Linked DNA regions of Mus musculus: regions 2, 3, 4 and 5 are each linked to region 1. Evidence: chromatin contacts called from public promoter capture Hi-C and targeted proximity ligation data. All regions are on one chromosome and are shown on one strand. The core of a region is the stretch at or near the end of the contact, and the rest is flanking DNA. Distances in the headings are between cores, read along the strand shown.

Evidence for each region. Capture Hi-C pulls out chosen DNA fragments and counts their contacts.
Region 2: a targeted proximity ligation map of pancreatic cancer cells shows a contact between it and region 1. A contact is called at or near these places in 1 of 39 promoter capture datasets (liver) and 1 of 130 datasets of targeted methods (pancreatic cancer cells).
Region 3: a targeted proximity ligation map of pancreatic cancer cells shows a contact between it and region 1. A contact is called at or near these places in 3 of 39 promoter capture datasets (cranial neural crest and liver), 2 of 130 datasets of targeted methods (embryonic stem cells and pancreatic cancer cells) and 1 of 9 other capture datasets (liver).
Region 4: a contact with region 1 is called in a promoter capture Hi-C map of adipose tissue, with 3 times the contacts expected there. A contact is called at or near these places in 5 of 39 promoter capture datasets (embryonic stem cells, hippocampal neurons, liver and 1 more), 3 of 130 datasets of targeted methods (astrocytes, embryonic stem cells and pancreatic cancer cells) and 2 of 9 other capture datasets (adipose tissue and liver).
Region 5: a targeted proximity ligation map of embryonic stem cells shows a contact between it and region 1, with 5 times the contacts expected there. A contact is called at or near these places in 1 of 39 promoter capture datasets (pre-B cells), 1 of 484 Hi-C or Micro-C datasets (the G1E-ER4 cell line), 3 of 130 datasets of targeted methods (embryonic stem cells and pancreatic cancer cells) and 2 of 9 other capture datasets (embryonic stem cells and liver).

Annotation. Positions count from the first base shown.
Region 1 is chr19:5,738,818-5,743,408 of GRCm38.p6, reverse strand. Ltbp3 (latent transforming growth factor beta binding protein 3) reads right to left here and starts at 2,509. Exons shown (of 28, transcript NM_008520.3): 1 at 2,424-2,509; 2 at 847-2,074. The coding sequence starts at 1,168.
Region 2 is chr19:4,941,012-4,945,602 of GRCm38.p6, reverse strand. It overlaps Peli3 (pellino 3), which reads left to right and starts at 2,511. Exons shown (of 7, transcript NM_172835.3): 1 at 2,511-2,665; 2 at 3,691-3,843. The coding sequence starts at 3,692.
Region 3 is chr19:5,048,914-5,053,504 of GRCm38.p6, reverse strand. Rin1 (Ras and Rab interactor 1) reads right to left here and starts at 2,690. Exons shown (of 10, transcript NM_001374051.1): 1 at 2,564-2,690; 2 at 2,251-2,431; 3 at 2,037-2,151; 4 at 1,875-1,947; 5 at 1,673-1,764; 6 at 789-1,529; 7 at 230-535. The coding sequence starts at 2,646. It overlaps Brms1 (breast cancer metastasis-suppressor 1), which reads right to left. Exons shown (of 10, transcript NM_134155.3): 9 at 4,473-4,512; 10 at 3,593-4,098. The coding sequence ends at 4,091.
Region 4 is chr19:6,339,065-6,343,655 of GRCm38.p6, reverse strand. Map4k2 (mitogen-activated protein kinase kinase kinase kinase 2) reads right to left here and starts at 2,496. Exons shown (of 32, transcript NM_009006.3): 1 at 2,311-2,496; 2 at 2,140-2,197; 3 at 1,822-1,912; 4 at 1,689-1,753; 5 at 1,346-1,401; 6 at 999-1,046; 7 at 870-912; 8 at 480-552; 9 at 270-401; 10 at 133-195. The coding sequence starts at 2,406. Men1 (multiple endocrine neoplasia 1) reads right to left here. Exons shown (of 10, transcript NM_001168489.1): 9 at 4,153-4,317; 10 at 2,762-3,969. The coding sequence ends at 3,484.
Region 5 is chr19:6,304,536-6,309,126 of GRCm38.p6, reverse strand. It overlaps Cdc42bpg (CDC42 binding protein kinase gamma (DMPK-like)), which reads right to left and starts at 2,670. Exons shown (of 37, transcript NM_001033342.1): 1 at 2,252-2,670; 2 at 1. The coding sequence starts at 2,411. It overlaps Gm52380 (a long non-coding RNA gene), which reads left to right and starts at 2,581. Exons shown (of 3, transcript XR_003952842.1): 1 at 2,581-2,663; 2 at 3,415-3,492.

The DNA.
Region 1 (4,591 bases), core at 1,260-3,759:
AAGAATGTGTGAGAGGGGCTGTTTTCCTGGTACCATCCTGGGCACGGCCTAATTACCCTGTCCAGGAGGGTAATTACCACTGGGACACCTCCCCCCAGCCTAGCCCACAGGGCCCCAGGGGAGGAGTCTTGAGCACCAGGCCTTCTCTTTAGAGAGAGGCTAAAGGAAGAGGTGGGCTCTAGGTTGACCAGGAGGCCCTCAGACTTGGAGTGGAGGCAGCTCTGAGGGTCTTTCAGATGAGTTATATAGGAACGGATGAGTTATATAGGAACGGATGAGTTATATAGGTAACAGACTAGCTGTTTGAGGACCCCAAATGACACCTCTCTCTCCCCCCATCAGGTCAGTGCCATTATTTAGTACCCTACTTCTTAGGCCTCAAAGCCTTTTCCCCTCAGATTTTGCCAAGAGCTAAGTCCCTCATTCCAGTCCTGATCCTAGCTCCGCCTTCCTGAGAACACAGGTGTCTCCTTCCACCAGGCCAAACTTGAGACAGTTGAAAGATTTCTGTTTGGGGGGTGAAATATTTACCCCCTTCTGCGTGAATTCCTACCCTTGCTCTCATCTCTCCAACCCCTTGTACGCTCCCTCTTCAAACTGAGCACCTCCCAGGAGTTCTGTGTCATCCGAGACCCGAGCTTAAGCCTCAACCCTTATCCAATACTTAAAAGCCCAGCACCTCACTCTGTCTTCCATGGACCGCAGCCTCTCAGAGCCCTGGCCCCAGATCCGCGATCGATGTATCCCAGCTCCCCATCTCTTATCCCCAATGCTCCACTCTGTTTCCTGCCTGGTGCTGTTGCCTGCCCTTCCTTATGTCCCCAGCCAGAGCCCCCTGGCCCTCACCCACGCGGAAGCCAGAACCGGTGAGCGTGTCGGTGCTGTGGCCGTTCTCTCCGATGAGCGTCATGTTGGAGCCCTGCTGACAGCTGTCCCGACACTGGCCCTTCAGACAGGTCCGCTTGCAGATCACTGGCGCAAAGACCACCTTGAAGCGTTCGCGGGCCAGCGCCCCGCCCCCGCCTGTGCCCCGCTCGCCGGCCGGCCCACCCTCGGCCCCGCCGCCGGGGCCCAGCAGCGCCAGCAGGAGTAGTGCCAGCAGCCCCAATGCCCCGGCCTGGCGCATCGCAGGGGCCAGGCCGTGGGCAGCCCCTCGGGGCCCGGGCATCCGGGGCCGCACGACCCTCGGAGATTGGAGGTCGAGCCCGAGCAGGGGATCGAGTGTTGGTAGCAGAGGGCAGAGCGGGGCGAGAAGCCAAGGGTAGGGAGGGGACAGCAGGAGCGGCCGGGATCCCCGTTGCGAGGGAGAGCGATGGAAGCTGCACTGAGGGTAGAGCGAAGAAACTTCCCTGGCCGGGAGAAACCCAGCCAGGCCCCGAACTGAGGCCGCAGCGAGGAGGCCGGAGCAAGTGGAGGCGGAGAGGAGGAGCGAGGGGAGAGGAAGGCCGGGCGGCCAGCCCGCTCCGCGCCTCCCCCTGGCCGGGCTCCTCTCCCGCGGCCGCCGGGAAGCAGGGAGCGCGCGGGGAGGACGCAGGGAGAAGTGAGCAGTTGTTTTCCCTGGCTGGAGCGCGCCGGCGGCGAGGGGGGCTGGGACGCTGGCCCGGGGCCAGGGAGACAATTTTTTTTTCTCCTCTCTCTTTTTCCTTCTGGTTCAAGCGTCTTTCGCTGCTGCCCGGAGAAGCGACGATGTGCGGCAGGGAGGGCGCCGGTTGGAGTGGGGGCAGCCCCCTAGGTGCCCGCCCCGCGCAGGAACCGACCTGGGTTCTTTCCAGAAGAATCCTCACCTGGGGACTCCGCCAGATTCCTCCGGGCGGGGTGCAGAGGCCTGTGCACACCTCCCCCGCCCAACTACTTTTCCACCTGGTCAAAATGGGGAAACCGAGGCAGATGGTCCTTGCTTGGAGGATCAGAGGTCTGTTAACTTTTGCCCATTGGCCTTTGTACATGTAGGGGTTCTCGAAGCCCTGAAGTCATGGGTCCTTATTCCTGGTCCTGTCTTCTCTCGAAGGAAAGGATTTAAGCAGGAGAGAGCACCTTCTGGCCAGGGTTTACTGGCCGGGGAGAACCCTGTGGCCTCAAGAAGAAGAGCAGAAAGAACAAAGCTAGAAACCTGGCTTCCCTGCCAATGTTCCCCCCCCCCCCCCCGCTCCTTAGAGGGCTTCCTGGTGCCCACCCTGCCACCTCCCCCCTTCCCCTCGTCTGGCCTGGCTGGCGGCGCTGGCTCTGGGCCTCAGACACTCTGGAATCGCCAAGGTCTGAGCTCAGGGCCTGGCCCCCTTCCCAGGCTAACAGCCGGAGAAGGGAGTGCTACTTGAGTGCTCAGGGGGCTGGGGAGAAGCCCAGCAGGGCCCTGGGGCAGGGGTTGACAGGGGGGTGGGGAAGGGTCTTGAATTTGCTCAAGGCTGTAGAAGAGCTAGACTTACTCACTGGTCTGAAAGGGGAGGCTGTGGTGTCCCGGATCTGGACAATACTGTGAGAACGTGCTAGGAAGCCCCAGGATCCAGTGTCTGACTCAAAAGAACTTAGTAGGGCTAAGGGTGACCAGGGTCAGAACCATGCCAAGTCTGGTTCATGCCAGGCCCTCTCCAGGGGAATCAGGGGGTGGTAATCTGATGGGAAGAGGGGGTTGGGCTCGGCTTTAGGCACACCTTTCCAAAGAGCTAATGGTGGTTTTTTTTGTTTTTTGGTTTTTTTTTTTTTTTTACTTTAAGGCTGAGTTTATTTGGGTAGCTTCGGAGGGACTGAGGGAGGCCATTTGATGAGTTCTGCTTGAATTGCTCAGTAGCTCAGGCGCTGCTCAGTACAGCCTACTGCTGCAATGCTGGCAGGGGGTGACCTCTGTGTCCCAAGAGGATTCCTTGCTGCTAGAATCTAGGAGGACTTGGGAGGGGGGACCCCTCCCCCTGCTCTAGTAACACTGTTGCAACAGTAACACTGAATACTTTCCACCTGGCAGGAGTGGTGCTGAGCGCTCTTACATTCATTTTTTCCTTTGAACTGGTGTAAACCTGACCCTCCCCTGTGCAGAGTAGGCAGAGGCTCACCTTGGAACAAGGCGCTGTCAAACAGTCCAGGCTTGGAATCTCGTGCTCTCCAAGCCTTGGAATTCTTGCCCATGGAATGAGATCTAGTCACCCAACTGTGAAACAAAAGGAGTGGTGGGCTGTGGGGGTCTGGGACAGCTTCCTTCAAACACGCTTTTCCATAGTGAAGGGAAGTAATGAGGGGAGCCTTGGGGCATGCTGGGAAGCCGAGAAAGGTGAAAAGGACTGCAATGAGTCTTGCAGAGTCAAGAGTGAGAAAACAAACAAACAAACAAACTTCCAAACCAAAAAAAAAAAAAAAACCGCTGTCCTTTCCAAGTCAGAGGAAAAGCCAGGCGAGCAACACGGTGGGAAGGGCAGAGGGCAGTGCAGCTGTGGTCTGAGTGGGTATGTAAGTCACTGTGAGGAATTTGGATCAGCGGGCACTGTATCAGGGCCGATGAGGATCTGCCCACCGCACACCTCTTGGAAGGATGTGGCTGTTTGATTTGGGACTGTGGAAAGTCGCGCCATTGTGAAGTAAATGATACAGAGAAGCAGGTGATGTGGTCTCAGGGTTTGGCTTCATCCCCTGGCAGGTGAGAGAAAAAGACAGGAGAGGGACACTATGGAGGTCCCTTTCAAGTCTTCTGAGCAGAGACACCTGAGCCCATGACAGACTGGAACATAGGCTCATTCCTGAGCACACAGGGAATGTTACTCTGTGGGAAAGGTGACTCAGTAGTTCACGAGAAGGGCCCACAGAAACAGGCAAGCTGCCATTCTTGTGCACCAGGGAGGAGAGATAGTTATCCCAGAGACCCAGTAGGGGCGTCAGAGTGACATGAAAGGAACTTGATGTGGAAAAGCCAAAAGGAACATTCTAGAAGGAGTATATGACCAGCAGCATGTGTTGCTGTGAGTGGGAGTGGAGACAACCCTTGTCTTGGGCTGCTGCAGGGACTCAGGGTCAGGAAGGAGCAATGAGTCCAGCTTAGATCGTCTGGCAGTGACTGTCCACAGATGTGATCTTTGGTAGACTCCTTAGGCTCTCAGGGCCTCAGCAAGGAGTGGCTGGTACCCTTCAGGCTGGTGAGTTAAGCAGGGTGGAGAGACTGTCTAGGAAAGACACCCCCTCCTGCTGTACTCACAGACTAATATCGGAGGGAAGACCTTACTCATCACCATTGAGGAGACTATGAGAAAAGCCTTTATATGCCCAGGCTAACTGAAGAGAACCCTGGACCTGAAGCTGCAGGGCGGGGGGGGGGGGGGGGGCGGGGGACGGACCTCAGACAACTGTGGGCCCTCAACAGACCCCTGAGTCCCTCCTTGCAGTTTGTCAGAAAGGAGCCCAAGCAATAGATGCTATCTCTAATCTCCTCTTGTTTCCAATTTTGCTGGTCCTGGCAGTGCAGTAGTATGACCACCTAATATACTGCAGGGAAGTGGAGCAGATCTGCAGGGTAAACTGAGGCAGCTGAGCACACTCGGCCACCATGCTCTACTGCCTTTTCCAGCCTTCTTGACAGCCATCCATAGCCGCCATCTTTGTAGAAGACAATTCT
Region 2 (4,591 bases), core at 1,262-3,761, 800 kb after region 1:
ACCAACGAGTGAGTTTCTTTGGCTCAAAACAGTTGGCAAAGCAGTTGGTGTTTTTCATGGTCTTAGGCAGGGAGTTAGTGGAATGGATGTGGGGCTTAGAGAGTCTGGGAGTTTGGGGGTGAGATTGCATTTGCTCCCTTTTAGGAACAAGTGAGTCAACTTCCACTCATCCTCTGTGGCAGGAGTCACAGGCCATGTTCTCTGCGCATAGGTCCTTGATTTCCTCGGAAAACACATTTCAAACTCTGGGGCTAGGGCAGAGGTGTAGTTTGGTTGGTAAAGTGCTAGCCTAGCACCTGTGAATCACTGTGTTTGATCCCAGGCACTGAATAAACTAGGTGTGGTGCCTCACACCTGTAATCCCGGCACGGGAAAAATGAAAAGCGGAGGCAGGAGACTCAGAAGGTTGTCCTCTGAGTTCAAGGGTAGCCTGAACTGCCTCAGAACAAATGAGCAATTCAGGGGTTAACTGGCCATTGGGATATCGTTCCAGACCAGGAGGTACTAAGCAGAAGAGACCACAACTGAGTCTCTCTCTCTCTCTCTCTCTCTCTCTCTCTTTTTATTAGATATTTTCTTTATTTACATTTCAAATGTTATCCCCTTTCCTAGTTTCCCTCCCGAAAATCCCCTATCCCTTCCTCCCACCCCCTGCTCACTAACCCACCCACTCCCACTCCCTGGACCAAGCATTCCCCTATACTGGGACAGGACCAAGGGCCTCTCCTCCCATTGATGACCGACTAGGCCATCCTCTGCTACATATGCAGCTAGAGCCATGAGTCTCTCCGTGTGTTTTCTTTGATTGGTGGTTTAGTCTCAGGGAGCTCTGAGGTTACCAGTTAGTTCATATTGTTGTTCCTCCTATAGGGCTGCAAACCCTTTCAGCTCCTTGGGTACCTCATCTAGCTCCTTCATTGGGGACCCTGTGCTCTGTCTAATGGATGACTGTGAGCATCTACTTCTGTATTAGCCAGGCACTGGCAGAACCTCTCAGGAAACAGCTATATATCAGACTCCTATCAGCAAGCTCTTCTTGGCATCTGCAATAGTGTCTGGGTTTGGTAGTTGCACAACTGAGTCCATCTCTAGTTCATGGCAGCTTTCAAAGTCAGGAGTTCATCAGGTTTGGCGGCCCTTGCTTTTAACTCCAGCTTTTTGGAGGCTAGTCTGATGATGTACATGGTGAGCTCCAGGCCATTCAGGGGTATACAGTGAGACTCTCAAAACTAACAAACAAGCAAACAAAGTAAGGGGACTAGAGATGGCTCAGTGGCTAAGTGCAATGGCTGCTTGCTCTTTCAGAGAGCCTGGGTTTTTATTATTATTATTATTATTATTATTATTATTATTATTATTAGACAGGGTTTCTCTGTATAGTCCTGGCTGTCCTGTAACTCACTCTGTAGACCAGGCTGGCCTTGAACTCAGAAATCCGCCTGCCTCTGCCTCCCAAGTGCTGGGATTAAAGGCTTGCGCCACCACTGCCCAGCTCTGGGTTTGATACTTAGCACTGGCATGGTGGCTCACAACTGTTTGTAACTCCAGTCCCAGAGAATTCGAGTTTCTGGCCTCTGTTGGCACCAGGTAGGCATACAAGTGGTGCACAACCATACACGGAAGCAAAATACTCATATACATGAAAATAGATTTAATATAAAAAAAATAATGAGTCGTTCAAGGGCTGGAGATGTTGGTAAGTGGTAAAGTGTTTATCAAGGTGTATGAAGCCATGGGCCAGATCCTCTCTTGGTTCCTTTGTAGCAAGCCATTTCTGTAAATCTGTTTTGTGGCATCGGGGACAGGGGTGACAGGCCACAATTATCGTACCCGCCTTCCAAGGATTACAGGACTTAATTTGCCCAAATTCAACCCAGAGAGCCTGGTACTGACAGAAGAAAGCCTGTGGCCCTGAGGGACCGAGCACCCCAAAGTGGGCTTTCCTTTGAGGCTTTGCAAAGGATAGAAGCATGCTGTTGGGAGGGGAGGTCAGTGATTCATGTCTCTGGACACCAAGGAGGCCAGAGCTCACTGATTGTTGCACAGAGAGAAAGTGGTCGCGCTGAACTGAAAGACAGATCTGCACTCGAGACAACCGCAGTGGCTTTCCTCAGCCTCCACGGGTGATGCACCTTCCTCCGCCTCTTCTAGTAGTTTCCTTCCCTCTGTTTGCTCTGGGCTTCTCTGTAATTCCGAGATTTCCCCATAAAGGAGGCGGGGTCTTGGAGCAGCGGGTGGGCAGTCGCTAGTCTTAGGTTGGGAAAAGGAGCCTCTAGATTACTGTGTGAAAGGAGGCTCCGGTCTCGGGGAGAACCTAGAAGACCCCAGAATGAGGGTGAGGTGTCCGGAGCCTGGAATAAGAGAGGGGTCTTGTAGACAACCTCTTTGGCTTCCCAGACTACAGCCAGGCTTAAGCCGCAGGAGGCGGAGCCTCGGGGTAAGGTGGGGCCTCTAGGGGCGGAGCCGGGGCGGGGCGTGGGGCAAGGGGTGGGGCGTGGAGGTTTGTGTGCACATCCCTCCCTCCTCCGGGCCTCGGGTGTCCCCGTGACGAGGCTGCACCGAGCAGCCGCGGGCCGGGCCCATCCCGCCGCGGCAGTCCCGGGGCGCAGTAGAGGTGAGGCGGGTGGGGGCCAGCAGCACACAGAGAGCCCCAGAACGCCGCCAGGTGAGGCTGGCGAGGTGGGGGGCGGGGGGCTGTGTTGGGCGTGCGTTGGGGGCGTGTTTGAGTATCTGGGGGTGGCGGGGTTAAGAGAGCGGGTCTGAGGGCTGGCGCCTGTGGCTGTTAGCGCGGAGGCGCGTCTCTGCCGTAGGAGTTCTTGGGTATGCTGTGCCAGTCTAGGCACTGCCCGCGGGACTGACAGCGTGCGCGCGCGTATTTGTGAGGGGCCGCCTGGTGTGTATCTGCGTATGCTGTCATTGTGCCCTTCCCGAGCACGGGGTGCAGGCCTGCCTCTGCGCAGACCTTCCAACGTTGGGGCTGTTAACAGCCTGCGGGCGACTGACTCTGCTGCAGGAGGTGCCCGACTGGGGAGCGCCGCCCCCACAGGCCTCCAGAGACCTAAGCGGCCTGAGGACCACAGACAGACACCTGAGGGAGGGAGGGATCTGGAGGCCTGCCTGCATTGCCAGGCTAAGATAGGGAGACTGAGTCAGGTGGGTGGTAAGACAAAGGCAGACAGATAGAGGAAGGATAGAAGTAGGGACCGGAGTGGGGCGAGAACAGGCAGAAAAGGACGTGCTGGGAGGACAGAGAGTCATTGAGAACAGACAGACTGACAGAGGCCTAGACCTGCTGCAAAAAGGGCAATAAGATTAGAATGAAGACAGACACCCAAGAACCTGACAGAGAGCTTAACTGAGGTCTTGGGGTTAAGAGCTTAAGCCAGGAATTAAGTCTGAGTCTAGAGGTCTCTTAAGTCCTGGCTGCCCCTCTGCCAAACACATTCCATCCAAAGTTGGTATATTGCTCTAACCGACCAAACACTCTGACTCTGATTTTGCCATTTGTTTCTTGGTCTTGTCTCACCAGTCTCCCTCCTTGGTATCCCAGCAACCTCACCATTTGGGGGAAAGGAAGTAGTTATAATAACAAGTGTTGACGGACCATTCTTGCCTTGTGTCTAGCCAGAGCCTGAGAGGAGCTGGGGTGGGAAGTTGCAAGGTTCTTTTCTCTTCTCCCACTGTGCTCAGAATGGTGCTGGAAGGAAACCCTGACGTGGGATCCCCCCGGACCTCAGACCTCCAGCACCCGGGGAGCCAGGGCTCTTGCATCCTGTCTTGTCCTGGTGAAGAAGCACTGGCAGGCGAGGAGCCCATCAAGTATGGTGAACTCATCGTTCTGGGGTGAGCCTCCCTAGTCCAGGAGTGATGTGCTTGGGTAACTGTCCCTCAGGTCAGCCAAGATAACAGTGTGCACCGGCTGCTCTCCCAGGACTCTCTGCTTCTTGCCACTTTCCCAGAAGAAGAGCAAAAGTGATCAAACCCATTTCTGTTGTTTTGTTTTGGAGACAGGGTTTCTCATAGCCTTGGCCTGGAACTTGATGAGTAGACCAGGGTAGCCTTGAACTCGGAGATCCACCTGTCTCTGCCTCCCAAGTACTGGGATTAGAGGTATACACCACAACCAGCAGCCGGAGGCAATTCTTAAAGCTGCTCACCACAGTTTGTAATCAGCTAAGAAAAAGAATAGCAAAAAAAGAGTCTGTAAAGCACCTACTGTGTGTAAGTGTGGGATAAAGAATTCTGATTCTGCACAAAAGGTTCCAATTCTACTTCAGCAAGTTGTCAAACTTTCCTGTGCTTTTGTGTCCTTTTTTTTTTTTTTTTTTTTTTTTTTTTTTTTTTTTTGGTTTTTCGAGACAGGGTTTCTCTGTATAGCCCTGGCTGTCCACTTTGTAGACCAGGCTGGCCTCGAACTCAGAAATCTGCCTGCCTCCGCCTCCCGAGTGCTGGGATTAAAGGCGTGCACCACCACGCCCGGCTTGTGTCCTCATTTTGAAGACAAGGTTGATTCTAGCCTCCCAAAGCTTACCTGAAAGAAAGAAAGGTGGAAGAGATTTTTGTAAAGTACATAGACTGGTACTCAGCACAT
Region 3 (4,591 bases), core at 1,441-3,940, 690 kb after region 1:
ACCTGCTAAAGCCCTAAGTGACTAGGCGACAGACCAGGAGCATCATAGCAACCTCAGGGAAGGTTACAGGGCAGAAAGGCACTATTCTCTAGAGTTCCTGGGGTGGAGAGTGGGCTCCTTCTATCTTGTTTGCAGTTCTGGGGTTCTGGGACAGGCTCCCTGTGGAGGGAGGTGATGCGTGGTTTCTACTCAGAAAGAGTGGCACAGGGGAAGGTGGTGGGGGTCCTACCTGCCTGGCTCTTCAGGGCTGTGTATAGCAGCTTGCAGGCCTGCAGGAGCCACTTGACCTGGGCACTAGGTGAGTAGGCACGAAGGAGCTGCAGCAGCTTCTGGCGCACCTGTTCTGTCTCCACTGGGGAAGAAAGAGTCAGGTGGGACCCGAAGGCTCCAGGCCCCTGGGTCCGGGCCAGGCGGAAGCCCTCAGCTAGGCGGCCGAGGGAACCATCTGCGGAAAGCCGGCGCCGCAGGCGGGCAGCCAGAATGGGTCGAAGAGGCTTGAGAACAGAGCGATGCAGGGACTTCTCCAGGACCAATTCTGCCGGAGAAGAGGTGGTTGCAGTCAGGGGAAAGAAGCCCGGAAGAGCAGGAGGCCCTGGCCAAGACAGGAGGTAGGGAGAAAGGTGGGGATAGGGACGGGGAATTCAGTGCAACAGTAAGTGAGAAAGGGAGTGAGGGTGGGGCACAGGGAACGCAGCAGTCACTAGGCACCCAAGGCAAGGAGAGAGGAGGACAAAGGAGGATGGAGAGCCAGGGACATGAACCTGTGGAGGCCAGGGGTCGGGCCTTACCCAGCCGCTCTGGTGGTAGCAGCTTCTCAGGGCCCAGCTCTGCGCTCAGCATGGCCCGGGCCCGACTTAGGGCCTGGCGGATGCCCTGCAACTCCCGGGGCTCGGGACCAGCCCGAACCTGGGTCAGTAGGTCCTGCACTAGCTGACCCACGGCTGTGTATCGGTTTTGCATTAGCATTGTGGCTGCCCGGCCCACCTGCCTCTCTGGTGCCAGCAGAGAGCAGAAAGCAGAACTCATGGACCGAAGCAGAGGCCGCCGGTGCCTTGGGCGGCTTAGGCGTGGGGAGGTTGTAGGGCTTCCTGAAGAGCCCTCCTCCTCTGAGCTGCTGGGAGAGCAGCAGTCCACCTCCTGAAGGGAAGGTAGGGGAGGAAGACAAGGGCTGGCAGCACTTCCTGGCACACGATATCCCACTGAGCTCTCCCTCTGCAGCAGCTGTCGAGGGGGCAGTCTTTCCGTTTGGCTGGAAGATGTCCCTGGAAGCACCGGGACTGGGGGAGGCGGCACAGCAGGTGGAGACAGAGGGCTGGAGGTCTCGGTGGACACTCGCACTTTGAAACTCCTCTTGAATTTCTCTCGTTTGGTGGGGCCCAGATCCCCGGGGAAGAGGGGGTTGAAGAAGCAGAGGGCAGCACCAGTGCCCTGATCCAGCTCTTGAGGGGAGCGAGCCTTCAGCCGGGGTATGGGTGGGGCTTCCGAAGGCCTCTGTTGGTCCTTGGTGTTGAGTGAGGAGCTCCAGAACTCTAGCAATGAGAAACCAATGGGGGGGGGGGGTGCTCAGAGCTGGCTCTGCAGGGTGCCCACAAAGGAAAATCTTGATTGCTCTTCCTTCCCCCATTTGACCTCTGTGTGTCCATCTGTGTAACAGGCTGCAGGGTACCCTTACCCATGCCCAGATGGGAGATGGCCTCCAGCTCTTTGTGGGTGGCTGCCTGATGAATGGCTCTGGGGAGTCGGAGAGGGAGGAGAAGAATGTCCCTAAGGACAGAGCAAGGAGCAGTCAGGAGTGAGCGGGGTTCAGATGCAGAGGACAGGCAGTCCAGGGAAGCAGGCCCAGGGCTCAGCAGGTGCCCCCCAGGCAGGCTCACCTGGTACGGCAGTATCCACAGATGAGCTGCACCAGGTCCTGGAACATGAGCTCTGAGCCCTCCAAAGAGACACCTGAGAGACATTGGGAGTGAGGCTGTTCTCTGGGGACCTCCCTCCCCTGCCTGTCTTCCAGCCCCTGCCCTCCAGGCCACCCTCCTCACCGCCAGTACTCTCTTCGATATAGTGGCTGGAGACAAAAGAGGGGCCACTAGCTTCTGGCAGCCGCACACACAGAGCCTGGCACTGGCGAGTGTTAGATTTCCGCACCAGGAAGGTCTGTGAGTGAACGAGATTAGGAGGCTCTGGTCCTCCATGTCCAGGCTGGTTCCCTCCCATCCTTGGCGGGCTAGGCCTTGAGGAAAGGGAGAGACTCACCCCCGGAGGCTCTGTCCTCAGCACGTGCAGCGCGGCTGCAGCGTTGGCCCGCAGCTGTAACCACACAGGCCGGGTGATCAGCAGCCGCTCCCGAAGGCTCACAGTACGTGCTGGCTGTTGGGACCCGCCTGCCTGTACCCCTCTGGTATCAGGTGTGTCATACAGTGGGTCTGTAGATGGCCTGGGGGCAGACACCCAGACCTGGGGTGAACACGTCTTCCCATTCTGGGCTTCCCATCTATCCTGTCCTTGCCAGCTCCTCCTAGATCTGCCCTCACCCGATGCACCTGGCTGACCCCCCAACTTTACTAACTTTTCTTTCTGTTGGTGCCCAGGTACAAAGTTCAGGTTGGTGGCTCCCAGAGGGTGTGCTCCGGTCTCACCAGGGTCTTCCATGGCTGGGAGCTCCTTCGGCTTCTCCTGGGACTCAGGAAGACAATCCAACCCCCAAGGCACAGGCGTGCACATTCCTGGCGGTGAGTAACACTTCCTGAAGGCGGTTCGCCCTGTCACACCCCGCCAGTTAACTCTTGTATGTCCACTCCATGTAGCCAGTGTCCACTTCTTCTACTCTTAGACAGTCTTGAATGGCAGAGAAGCCCTCCATGCCAGTGTCATCATCAGGCCCCGGCTAAGGGAGGACCACCCCCACACAGCACCTCCTGCAGCCTCCTCACACTAGGCAGTGGGGGAGGGAGGGGTTAGGCTGGATCAGCCAAGTTCCCATAGACCCAAGCCACACCCCTGGGTCACCTTAAGAAGTCTGTGGTCACTGGCTCATCGGCTCCAGCCTTGCAAAGGGGGGGCGGGGGGGGGGGAAGGTCAGCCTTGTGGGAGAGCACCCCCTACTGGTTGCAGATGACTCATTCCTGAACCTAACTTGGGTTTTGTGATTTCAGGTTGCTATGGAGAAAGGATGCTGTGTCTCCATGGAAACTAAGCTCTTTGCTTAACTGAGGTTCTGGGGGTGGTTCTGACACTCACTGTTAACCAGAGGGGGAGTGTGGCTGTGAGGTCGACAGCACTTGGTGCTGCTGCTAGCTGCCTCCCACACACAGGCCCTGCTAGCTAGCCTGCCTTGCCAATCTGCCGAGTGTCTGGGGCAGGTGCAGACATGACCTGGCCTCCAGGCATGTCCAAAAGTCCCTTCACCACACAAGGCCATGTGCTTCTCTGGCTTGCCTGTGCCATGCGGCGCTTCCTGCTCTGGTCCCAACTTCCTCTCCCAGGCTTTTCTCTAAGTCACAAACTACAGGGACCCCAGCAAAGTCTGTCTTAGGTGCTCCCACAAAGCCTTGATTCCCTTTTAAGATACAGCAGCCACACATCAGCCACACCAAGGTCCCAGGTTAAATTTTATTCCAGTCTTTGGAATCTGAGAGGCAGACACCAGGAATAGCCCTGAGAAAGCCTGGGAAGCCGTCCTCTCCAGCGGCAGTCAGGGTGGACAAGGCCCAACATGTCTGCTTGAGAGTTCCTCCTACAGTTGGGCCTGGCTCAGTGGCTGAGGGCCAGGGTTCAAGGTCAGGAGGACTGCTGCTGTGACTCTGGATGAGGCCTGGTCTCTCTGTGGGGGGACGCTGAAGAAGTTATTCTTTGGGAGGGAGTGGGCTGGTCAGGGATGGAGACCACAGTCTTGCTTGGCCAGGTCGGCTTCAGGGCCACAGTTGTGCAGATCCCAAGGAGAGCAGAGGAGTCCAGGCCAGTGGTGGCAGAGGGTCAGGGGCCAGCAGCAACACTGAAGAGCTACTAGGCAACCCCCTGCCTTTGCAGAGAAATGTTAATCCTGCGTGAGGTACCAGCTGCTCCCAGGACCCTCCGAGCGAGAGTAAATGCAGGGTCAGGGTCCTAGTGGGATATGGGAAACTTCTGAAGGGAGTTGAACCAAAAGGACCACCAGCACTTCCTTCCTGACGGCAGTGAGGAAGTGCCTTACTCCCTCGTCCATCAGGGTTTCTTCTTCCTGCCCTCTTGGACCCACCCTGCCTGGGGGCTCCAGGCACTTTTATCTTCTTGTGATCTTGGGATTGGGACTGGGTTCTTGCCCATGTTCGGCAAGCGCACTACCACTGAGCTACATCTCCAGCCTACTTTCCACCTCTACCTGTCCCTGCTCCCTCAGCCAAGAGCCTCTCCAACCTGGTTCTTATCCTCAAAATCCCACAAAAGCCTCCAAGTGAGATCAGACTACCAAGCTGACAGGCCCACGTCATGGCTCTTACCGTCTGCTTTTCTCTTCTGAGGGGACACTGCTGCCCTGGCCTGGGTGGACAGAAGAAAGGGTCCCTTAGAGTCCACTTGATCTTGTGGATACTGCCCCCCACAGTCCAGGATGAGAGCT
Region 4 (4,591 bases), core at 1,247-3,746, 600 kb before region 1:
ACAAGCCACCAGCCCTTCCTTCCCTCCCTGCCCACTGCCTACAGTGGAAACCAAGGTCAATCTTGGGCAAAAGCCTCTACCCCACGGGACTAGGCTGGAAAAAAGGTATCTCAGCTGTGGGCGAGGCCTCACCAACGCGTCTTATCTCTTAGCTTGGGTGGCTGGAAGCTGCTTTTCGACATGAGCATCAAGGCCCTAGGGAGGATGTGAACGCATGGGTCAAAGGTCAGCAGGGCAAGGAGCAGGCAAGGGGCAAGTGCAAGGCTGACCTCATGGGGTGCAGGTGGAACAGTGGCGGTTGCAGCTCGCCCAACTCAATGGCAGTGATGCCCAGGGCCCAGACGTCACACAGCTCATTGTAGCCACCCTTGCGTTCCACAGCGGCAACCTCTGGTGCCATCCTAGAATCAGGGTCACATACGAGATGGCCAGATGCCCTCCTTGTGCCCACCACCCCTATTGCCAGGGCACCATCTCACCAGTATGGAGTGCCAATGAAAGAACGTCTTTTGGCCACAGATGCTGTCAGCTCGCCTGACACCCCAAAGTCCGCTGCAGAAAAGAACTCTTACCAGACCCAGGGCCTCACTTACCTCCCACCCCAGGGCCCAGGCTATACCAGGTAGGGCTTGGGTCCAGCCACAACTGTACCAAGCCAGGCCAGGCCCCTCTTCTGAGAGGGGTCCCCACCCTTCCATCTCTAAAAACAATGCCATGTCAGATCCCTCCCCAGCCAATCTCATACAGCCAACTACTGGCAGGCAATAATGCTACATCTTCTAAATGGGGACACTGAGGCTCAAACAGTAAAGTGACTGGGATCTCCAGCACTCAGTTCTATGGTCCCTGAGTGTCCCCCGGGTACTGACCCAGCTTGACATCACCCTGCAGAGTGAGCAGAAGGTTGGCACCCTGTTGGGGGAACACACAGAAAGGATTGTGTCAGGTGCCTGGCGGCTTCCTCCTCATTTGAACCATGCCCTTGGCTGACCCCCTACCTTAATGTCTCGGTGAATTTTCCCCTGAGAATGCAGGTGGTGGAGCCCCTGGAGACAAACAGAAGTCTCTGAGGACAGCTGCTTTGCACTAATTATCTCTTCTGAGCCCCTCCTCAGGACTGGGCCCCCCACCCAAGCTGCTTCCTCCACCCCTCTCCCCAAGCAGGAAGTGAATGAGCCAAGAGGGAAATAGGCTGCTTCCGGCAACAGAACTGGGGGGCCCCCTCCTGCTAGGACCTCCACCCCCTGAGTCAGCCCATCCCAAGGTCCCAATCTCCCACTGGCCAGATGTGTTGGGCCCACACTCCTGAGGATTCCAAAATGGGTGCTGCCTATGAGCCCCATACCTTCAGTGCCTCCCGGCAAACATAGGCAATCTGCCGTTCTTCCAGGGGCCCAGTGGCTGAAACATACAGAATGGGGGCTGAAGAGAAAGAGCCTGAGGGATATGCTGACCCTCCCTACCCACCCTGCAGAGTGGGGAGCAGCAGGCACCACTACAGCAAAGTGATGTTAGCCAAATTTCTTCCAGACTCAGGCTGGGAAACTGAGCCCAGAGGAGGATAGTATTTCTCTCAAGGTCACACAGCCAGTCAGAAGCTAAGAGGAGTCCAAGTGCAGCCAGAAGGATGCCTTCCTACCCCTATGTTGGGATCGGGAAAGGCCATGTCCATGGAGTCTGGATCTCACCGTGGTAAATCTCCTGCAGTGACCCTCCTCCACAGAACTCCATACAGATCCACAATCGGTCATTCCTGGGGAGACAGAGAGCTGGGGTGGCACAATGCAAGGCACAAGAGGGTAAGAGGATAAACAACCTCACCTGAGGTAGCTGCCGATGTAGGCCACGACATTGGGGTGGCGGCATTCACGAAGGATGGTGATTTCCTGCTGAAGAGAGCTGATGTCGTCCCCTGGGGAGCACAAGGCATTATGGGGGGGGGGGGGGAACGAATAGCCTAGACTCTGTCCCTATGTGCAAAATGAGCATAGAGTATTTCTCTCCTTGCCGAGCAGGTGCCAAACCTTAGTTTCTCCTGGGGTCGGCTTCACGGGGGGGTCTAGAAAATGTTAACTCTCTGCCCCCGCCAGCTCACCCGCCCGCCTCCCAGGAGCACAGAGGCCCCACCCGGGCCCACACCTGGGTCTAGCTTGACGATCTTCACCGCGGCCAGTTCGGACGTGACGGTGTCACGGGCCTAGGGGCGAGAAGCGGGGTGAGGAGGGGGCGGGGCCGGGGTTCCCGCGGCGGGACGTGAAGATGCACCCTCCTCCTGCGCTCCCGCCCGTCCCGCAGCCCCGCTCAGCGCACCTTGTAAACGTCGCCATAGGTCCCGGCCCCCACACGCTGTAGCAGCTCGAAGCGGTCCCGCGGATCCTGCAGCGACACGTCCCGCAACAGCGCCATGGCCCGGCGCCGGACCCGCCGGCGGGCGCAAGCTGCGGAGCCGGCGCGGAGCGGCGCGGGGTGGGGCGGGGCGAAGCGAGCGGGCAGGCAGGGGCAGCGCCGAGACTCGGAGGCCGTAGGGGCGGGGCCAGCCCGGGGCGGGGCCAGCCCGGGGCTGCCCCGCCGCCCGCCTGGCCGAGAGGAGGCGCCCTGGTTGCGCGGGGAAGTCCCAGAAGCAGGGGCGGAGCTTAGGTACCCCTCCCAATTCTCGCCGCGCTACAGGTGCAGAGCATAAAGTTCAAAATCCTAAAACAGCAAAAGCAGATATCCACTCCCGCCCCATCCCCGATTTCTCAGATGAAACACATACATACATCTCTCTTTTTTCTTAACAAAATGCATTTATCTTTCTTGGAACTGAAAAATAAATCTATGTACAAAACAGGAAGAGGCTGGCCCTCCCCCACCCCGTGCAGATTTCCTCCTGGGACCTCAGGGAGGTTCCCAGAGGGCTGGAAGAGGTCCTGCTCTGTTCTTGCGCCAGTTTGGTCAGGAAGGGGGCGAGGCTCAGTATTCACAGATAAGAGTCGGAGCTTCATGTCCTGTACTCAGGGGCTAGGGAGACGAGGAAGATTTCCAAATTCGGGCAGCAATATGTAAGTTCTTTGGGGTAAGGGATTTGGATTCCCAAAGGATGGAACTCTATATAAAGTGCGGAAATCTACCCCTAGGGACTGAATGGTCCTTGGTTTCCAGGTAGCAACTGTGCTCTGGGGCTAAGGTCAATCTAGCCCCCAAGTGGGAGGAATGCCCTACTGTTCAGGCGTGACTTGGGCTCCTGTCATGGTCCACTGAATTTCGGGGGATTGGACCTACAATGAGGTTCCAATTGGCCGGCTGGTGGGGATGACACCTACATTCTAAGAACTGAGCCAGGGCTCTGGGGCCTGAAGAGGGGCTAAATGAAGGCTCCTAGTCACTGCAGGACAGCTCTGGGTCCCCTAGGACTGAGGGCGGAGTCTAGGCTTGAATTAGAGGATGAGGGTGAAGCCTGCTGGGAGTGAGGGCAGGCCTGGGGCCTTGCCACAGAATCAGAGTTCAGAGGCCCTTGCGCTGCCGCTTTAGGAAAGAGAGTGTGTAGTCGCTGGGTGTGGACACTTTCTGTTTCTTCATCTGCACTTGCGACTGTGCCGTGAGTTGCAGCTTGATGGCGCTCGAGTTGATCTTGGTGGCCACCAGTAGCTCCTTCATGCCTTTCATCTTCTCACTCTGGAAAGTGAGCACTGGGCCCTCTGGGGGTGGCGATGCTGCAGGTGCTGGAGCCTGAGCAGCATTGCCGACTTCCTGGCCACCGCGGGTAGTACCTGGGACAGTCCCTGACGTTTTCCTAGGTGGTCCCGACCCTGCACTTTGTCCTGAGCCCGGGCCCTTGTCCAATGCAGGCTTCTTGGGTGGTGGTGGCTCCTCAGGCTTGGACTCTCTTCGGGGACCACGCCGACGGCCTTCTCGGGCTTCATCCCCCCATGGTTCTTCAGCCTCGGCCGCCTCTGCTTCCCGGCTAACTATGTGCACCTTCTGCCGCACCTGAGCAAAAGCGCAAGCCAAGTGAAAGGCTGAGGATCATCCGTGGGACCTCTAGGCTCAGCTCCTGGCCACCCCTCTAGCAGTGTCCTCTCATCTGTACTCATACACATGCAATGTAACCTCACTCCCCTACAACTACTGTCACCACCTGTAGTTCCCATGCCCTGGATAGGCCCCTCTCACCTGTCCCTCGAAGCGGCCTAGGGACTGCACAAGGAAAGTTGCCCAGCCTACGTGCAGTACTGGTGTGGGGCTACCCTCCTCCCATTTGCAGATGCCATCATAAAATCGCAGCAGGTGGGCAAAGCATTCTGGGTCCTGGAGAGCAGAACCTTGGCCCTGGGTGCCCTGGATAAGAGGGAAGGTACAGCAGAGGTCACAGAGCGTGCAGGCCAGGCTCCCTCCACCTGGGCAAAGCCTCAGTTTCAGGGAAGGCAAATGCAGGCAGGACCTCCTTCCTTTTATAAAACCAACCCTTAGTGCGAGTGAGGGGAGGAGGGGCGTGCCTTTCCTCACCTACAGCCTAGCCCAGGTTAGAACCTGACCATCAGAGAGATGGACCATCAACCCATTTCTCTAAAAGCTTTAGCTCTAAAACCCCCTAAAATCCTTTCAAACCCTC
Region 5 (4,591 bases), core at 1,421-3,920, 570 kb before region 1:
GCTGAGGGGACAGAGCGGACAGCGAGGGTTTTTTTTTCCTTACAATCTCCCATGAGGTTAGGATAGGGGTGACTCTCCCAGAGACAACCCAGCTGAGGGACAGATGAGAAGCAGGGACTATTTGGTCATGATACAAGCATGGTGAGGGTCCTGACTCAGTGGACCACCTAGCCTCAGAACCTTCCTGGGCTCTAGACTCCAAGTAGTCTCTTTATGAGGCACAGAGGGACCTTGTGGTCTTCTTTAGCCAGGGGCCTAATACCCTAGAGACAATAAAGACACCACTCTCACCCCTAGTTCACAGCCTTTGACCCCTCAAGGCCAGCCCAGGGGCCTATCTGGGAAACTGGATAGGTGACATTCTTTGTCCCCAGAAAGTTTCTCTGCCACTCAGGAACTGTGGGCCTGGGTCTGGGGACCCTGTAGCACAGAGCAATCTGGCTGGAGGTGAGGCCTGGGGTAGCCCCTGGGGGCAGGGAGGACACTTTCTACAGTGCTCCAGAAAGACAGGCTCTGTGTTCCCCAAGTGGGGCCTCTGGGTCAGGAACAGATACCAGCCTGCTCAGGTACTCACAAGACACTCAAACAGGGCCAAAAACTTCACCTGGTGCCCAATGCCAGCACCTGAGGGTGTGAGCACACAGGATTCCTTCCAGGCTTGATAGCCCTGCCACTTAGAGCCCTACCTCCCTCTCTGGATGGGGCTTATACAGGCAGGAACCTCCTCCCGCATCACAGTCTGTTTGCCCTACCACCACCTCCGCAAGGGCTAGGTCCAACCACTCCCAGGCTCTCCCCATAACTGAAGTGGCTGTAGGCCAGGGGGAAGGGCACCGAGTCTTGGGAAATGATGAAGACAGGAGTGACCAGTGAGGACTGGGGGACATCTACGATCTGGCACCTTGCCTCAGTTTCCCCCTGCCAGAAGGTAAACTCCCTGCCAGCTGGGCGGGCCTGTGGGTGGGACAGAGAGCTGTTCCACAGGTTTATCAGGCAGAACCCCCACAGCGGGGGAGGTGTGCAAACCTCACTACAGAAATTAATTGTCTCTTCCCAGGTTTATGCATGGAGCCAGGGAGGAGCAGCTGCCAGCCTGCAGAAATATCAGAGGTGACCACCAGCCACATTGGCCAAACTTGGTGCCCAGATCCAACCTCCTGGACAGGATGCCTAATACCTTTGTCTTGCCAGAAGGGGTGGGGGCTCTGGGCAGGAGCAGGGACAAGTTGGGGCAGGAGAGGCGTGAGTCACACCCGGCCTTGGAGTTACCTCGGGAGAAGTCAACAGACATGCCCTGTGTTGGGGTCCCAAGCAGAGGTGCCAGAGGCAGGCAGGGAGAAACACACATATGTGTAAACACACACACATGTGCCACATGCACACACCCAGGTACAGGTGTCATGTGGGAGTGATGACAAATCAGACACTTGTAAAACACAGAAGAGTCACAGAGAAACAGGCAGGCAACGGGGGCAGGGCCGTCTAACTGCTCTCACCCCAGAAAGAAATGGCAGGACTGGCTGGTAGACCCCCATCCATATTTGGCCTAGCCTTGTGTCTGCCCATAGCTCAGGAGCACCAAGAACTCTGATCGCCTACAGGGTAAACACCCCATGTTTCAGGCCCAATTCCCATGCCCTCCTCACCAAAGCCTGGCCAGATGTGTCCAGTGCCCACATTGGGTTTAGGATCACCCTAAGTCAGCCATTCCCAAGGATTCAGACGAATCAAATAAAACCACTTCTAACAAGACCCCAAATCCTCCAAAGGGGTTGAGGTTGGTTCTTGGTCCCGGCTAGGGATTGAAGTAAGGAGACTTGTCTGCAAGGTGAAGGACGAGGACTTTTGAGTGTGTGACAGGTGAGAGGGGTCCTAGAACAAAGTGCCCGTCCTCTTGAAGAACGGAGGAAATAGAGAAAGTCTGTATGTTTATGTCACACAAAACGGTGTCCGCCTAAATGTATGTTCTAGGTAGAGCATGAGGTGACCGTTGTGAAAGATGTGTATTGGCAACATGTCTGGGGTCTGTAGCAGGGTATGTGGGAAGTGTACCTTATGTACCTGTCTCTGGGAGTTTGAAGTAAGGTGCAGGTGAGCGAGCGGGCTGTGGAGACCAACGGCAAGCGTTAGATACAGCACAATGAGGAAGTTTCAGGAATATGCCACTCCCGGGAAAAGGTCTGGGGGCACAAAGCTCCAGGTGTTGTCGTCCCTCCAGCTTCCCTTCCCGGGTGTTGCCCGGACCACTCACCCCAGCTCAGAAACTGCGCCACGTTACGCTCCCGGCGCAGGGGGGCGCTGCTGAGCTCTTGGTGCACCCCCAGCAGCAGATCCAGGAGGCCGTCGAGCCCTGGGCTGCCACCAGCTTCGCCCCGTACCAGCTGCTCCAGCGCACGCAGCCGCTGCTCCATGGCTGCCGCTGGAGCCCCGAAACCCGGGCTAGAGCCAGGCCGCCCGCATGCCCCGTCCGTCCGTCCGCCCGGCGGTCCGTCTGTGGTCCCGTGGCTCGTTCTGCGCGGCTTCCCCCCTCCCTCCCGCCCTCCCCGCTGTCACCTTCCTCGGTCGCCACCCGCGCTCCTTCACCTGGTCGCCCGCCCCGCCCTCCAAGCCCGCCCCCGACGGACGGGCAGGTGCGCGCCGGCCAATGGGAGCCGCGGCTGAAGGTGAAGGTGGGAAGGCGGAGGCGCGCGGGGGCGGGGCCGACCCTCGTCCAGGAAGTGGGAGGGCGGGCCACGAAAAGTAACTCCTGGGCGGGGTTGGAGGGGGTCCGTTGGGGTCGCAAAAGGCCCCTCTGATCACGGTGCCACCCCAGTCCCAGCGCCACCTAGACCCTCATGAGACACTAACCTAGACAGAGCCTAGCGCAACTTCCCGCGGGACCCGGCCAGCGGCCTGTCCCTTAGCCAGGCCAGAGGGGCTAGGGACGGTTGCGGCCCTGAAGCCGGATGGGAGTTGTAGTCCGCTCTGGCCTCGGTTTGAAAGCGGCGCTAAGGCAACACACCCATCTACCCCCAAAAGTTTCTGATCTCCTTTAAATCCTTAAAACTAACCCAGAGACATGTAGTTGAGGTAGGATGGGCACACTCATTTAGCATGAATACACTGCGGCTTTGGAAGGCTGAGGGTAGGGGGTCTCTGAAACTAGATTCTCGTGTGGACCTAGATGGGACTGATTTTCAAGGCTTTGGCGGGAACAAGGCCCTGAACTGGAACGTGGAGGGCACAAGAAGTTTGAGATGTGCTGATGGAGGCAAAGGAGGTGGAGGTGCTGGCTGTGTCCAGGGAGGTTTTTTATTTCTGGCCATCTGTGTTGGTCTTGATGGTGACAGGCCAGATACCAAAGAGAAGGGTGCTCTGGTGTCTTTTGAACAACTTGTTTAAAGGCCTACTTAGAGGGCTTGCCTCTCCTTCCAGACTGCAAGCTGAAGACCTTGACAGGATCGAGTCATCAGCGTTGAGGGAGGAAGCATTCTGAATGTTTGCAGGGGCAAAGTGAGTGGGACACCCAAATCCCATCTAACGGGGTCTAGAAACATTACAGGGGTTATGTTGGGGTGGTGGTGTGGGAGTGCACGCCTTTAATCCCAGTACTTGGGAGGCAAAAACAGGTAGATCTCTGGGATCCAGGCCAGCCTGGTCTTCAGAGTAAGTTCCAGGACAGCCAGGGCTATACAGAGAAACCCTGTAAAAAAAAAACAAAACAAAAAAAAAAAAAAAAAAAAACCAACCAACCACTGTAGGTCTCTCATTTGATCTTTACAGAAGCCCCTTCTCCATGAGGTCCACAATTTGAAATGGGGAAAACACAGGCATATATTTCTTTCCAGATCTATCAGGCTGGGAAAGAGACTCAGGATTCAAATTCAATGCCATGGCACTGCCAAGGGAGGGTCAGGGAGGGCAGACTGGAGTTTGGATTTACGGTTTTTGTTGTTGGTGTTGTTTTTATCCTCTCATATAAACTAGGCTGATCTGGAACACACTATGTAGTCAAGAATGACCCAGAATTCCCAGGCGTACTGCTTCAACTTCCTAGTTCTTAGATTACAGGGTGAATTGATGGAGCCTACTGGCTCTCTCAGGGATTCTGAACCTCCTCAGCACAGGGCAGGGCTGGGGCCCACAGAAGCCACAAGGAGGCGCCAGAGACTAGGGGAGGAATGAGTGTCTAGTATTTGCAAGTCGTCATGGAGAACTAGGAGGCTGGGACCCTTCCTGTAATGCTGATTCTCTAGTCACAAAGGTCAGTCAAGGGCCAACTGCCCAGGCCTCCGCTCTTGGCAAGGTCCTTGCATCAACTTCCCCAAGACCCTTAACCTCTTTGAAAGCTGAATTCTGAGAAAATCCCAACCCCAAGCAGGCTTCAATGCCATACCAGAGTGGGAGAGAAAGGCCAGAGCTGGACTCAATTGAACACACCGACTGGATATGGTGGCTCGGTACTCTGAAGAGACAGAAAGATCTCTGAGTTCAAGGCCAGCCTGGTGTACATAGTGAGTTTTAGGATAGCCCGGGCTATATATAAAGACCTTGTCTCACTAATTAAATAAATAACTGGGCACGCCAGTCATCTCAGGCACTCAGTCCTTTT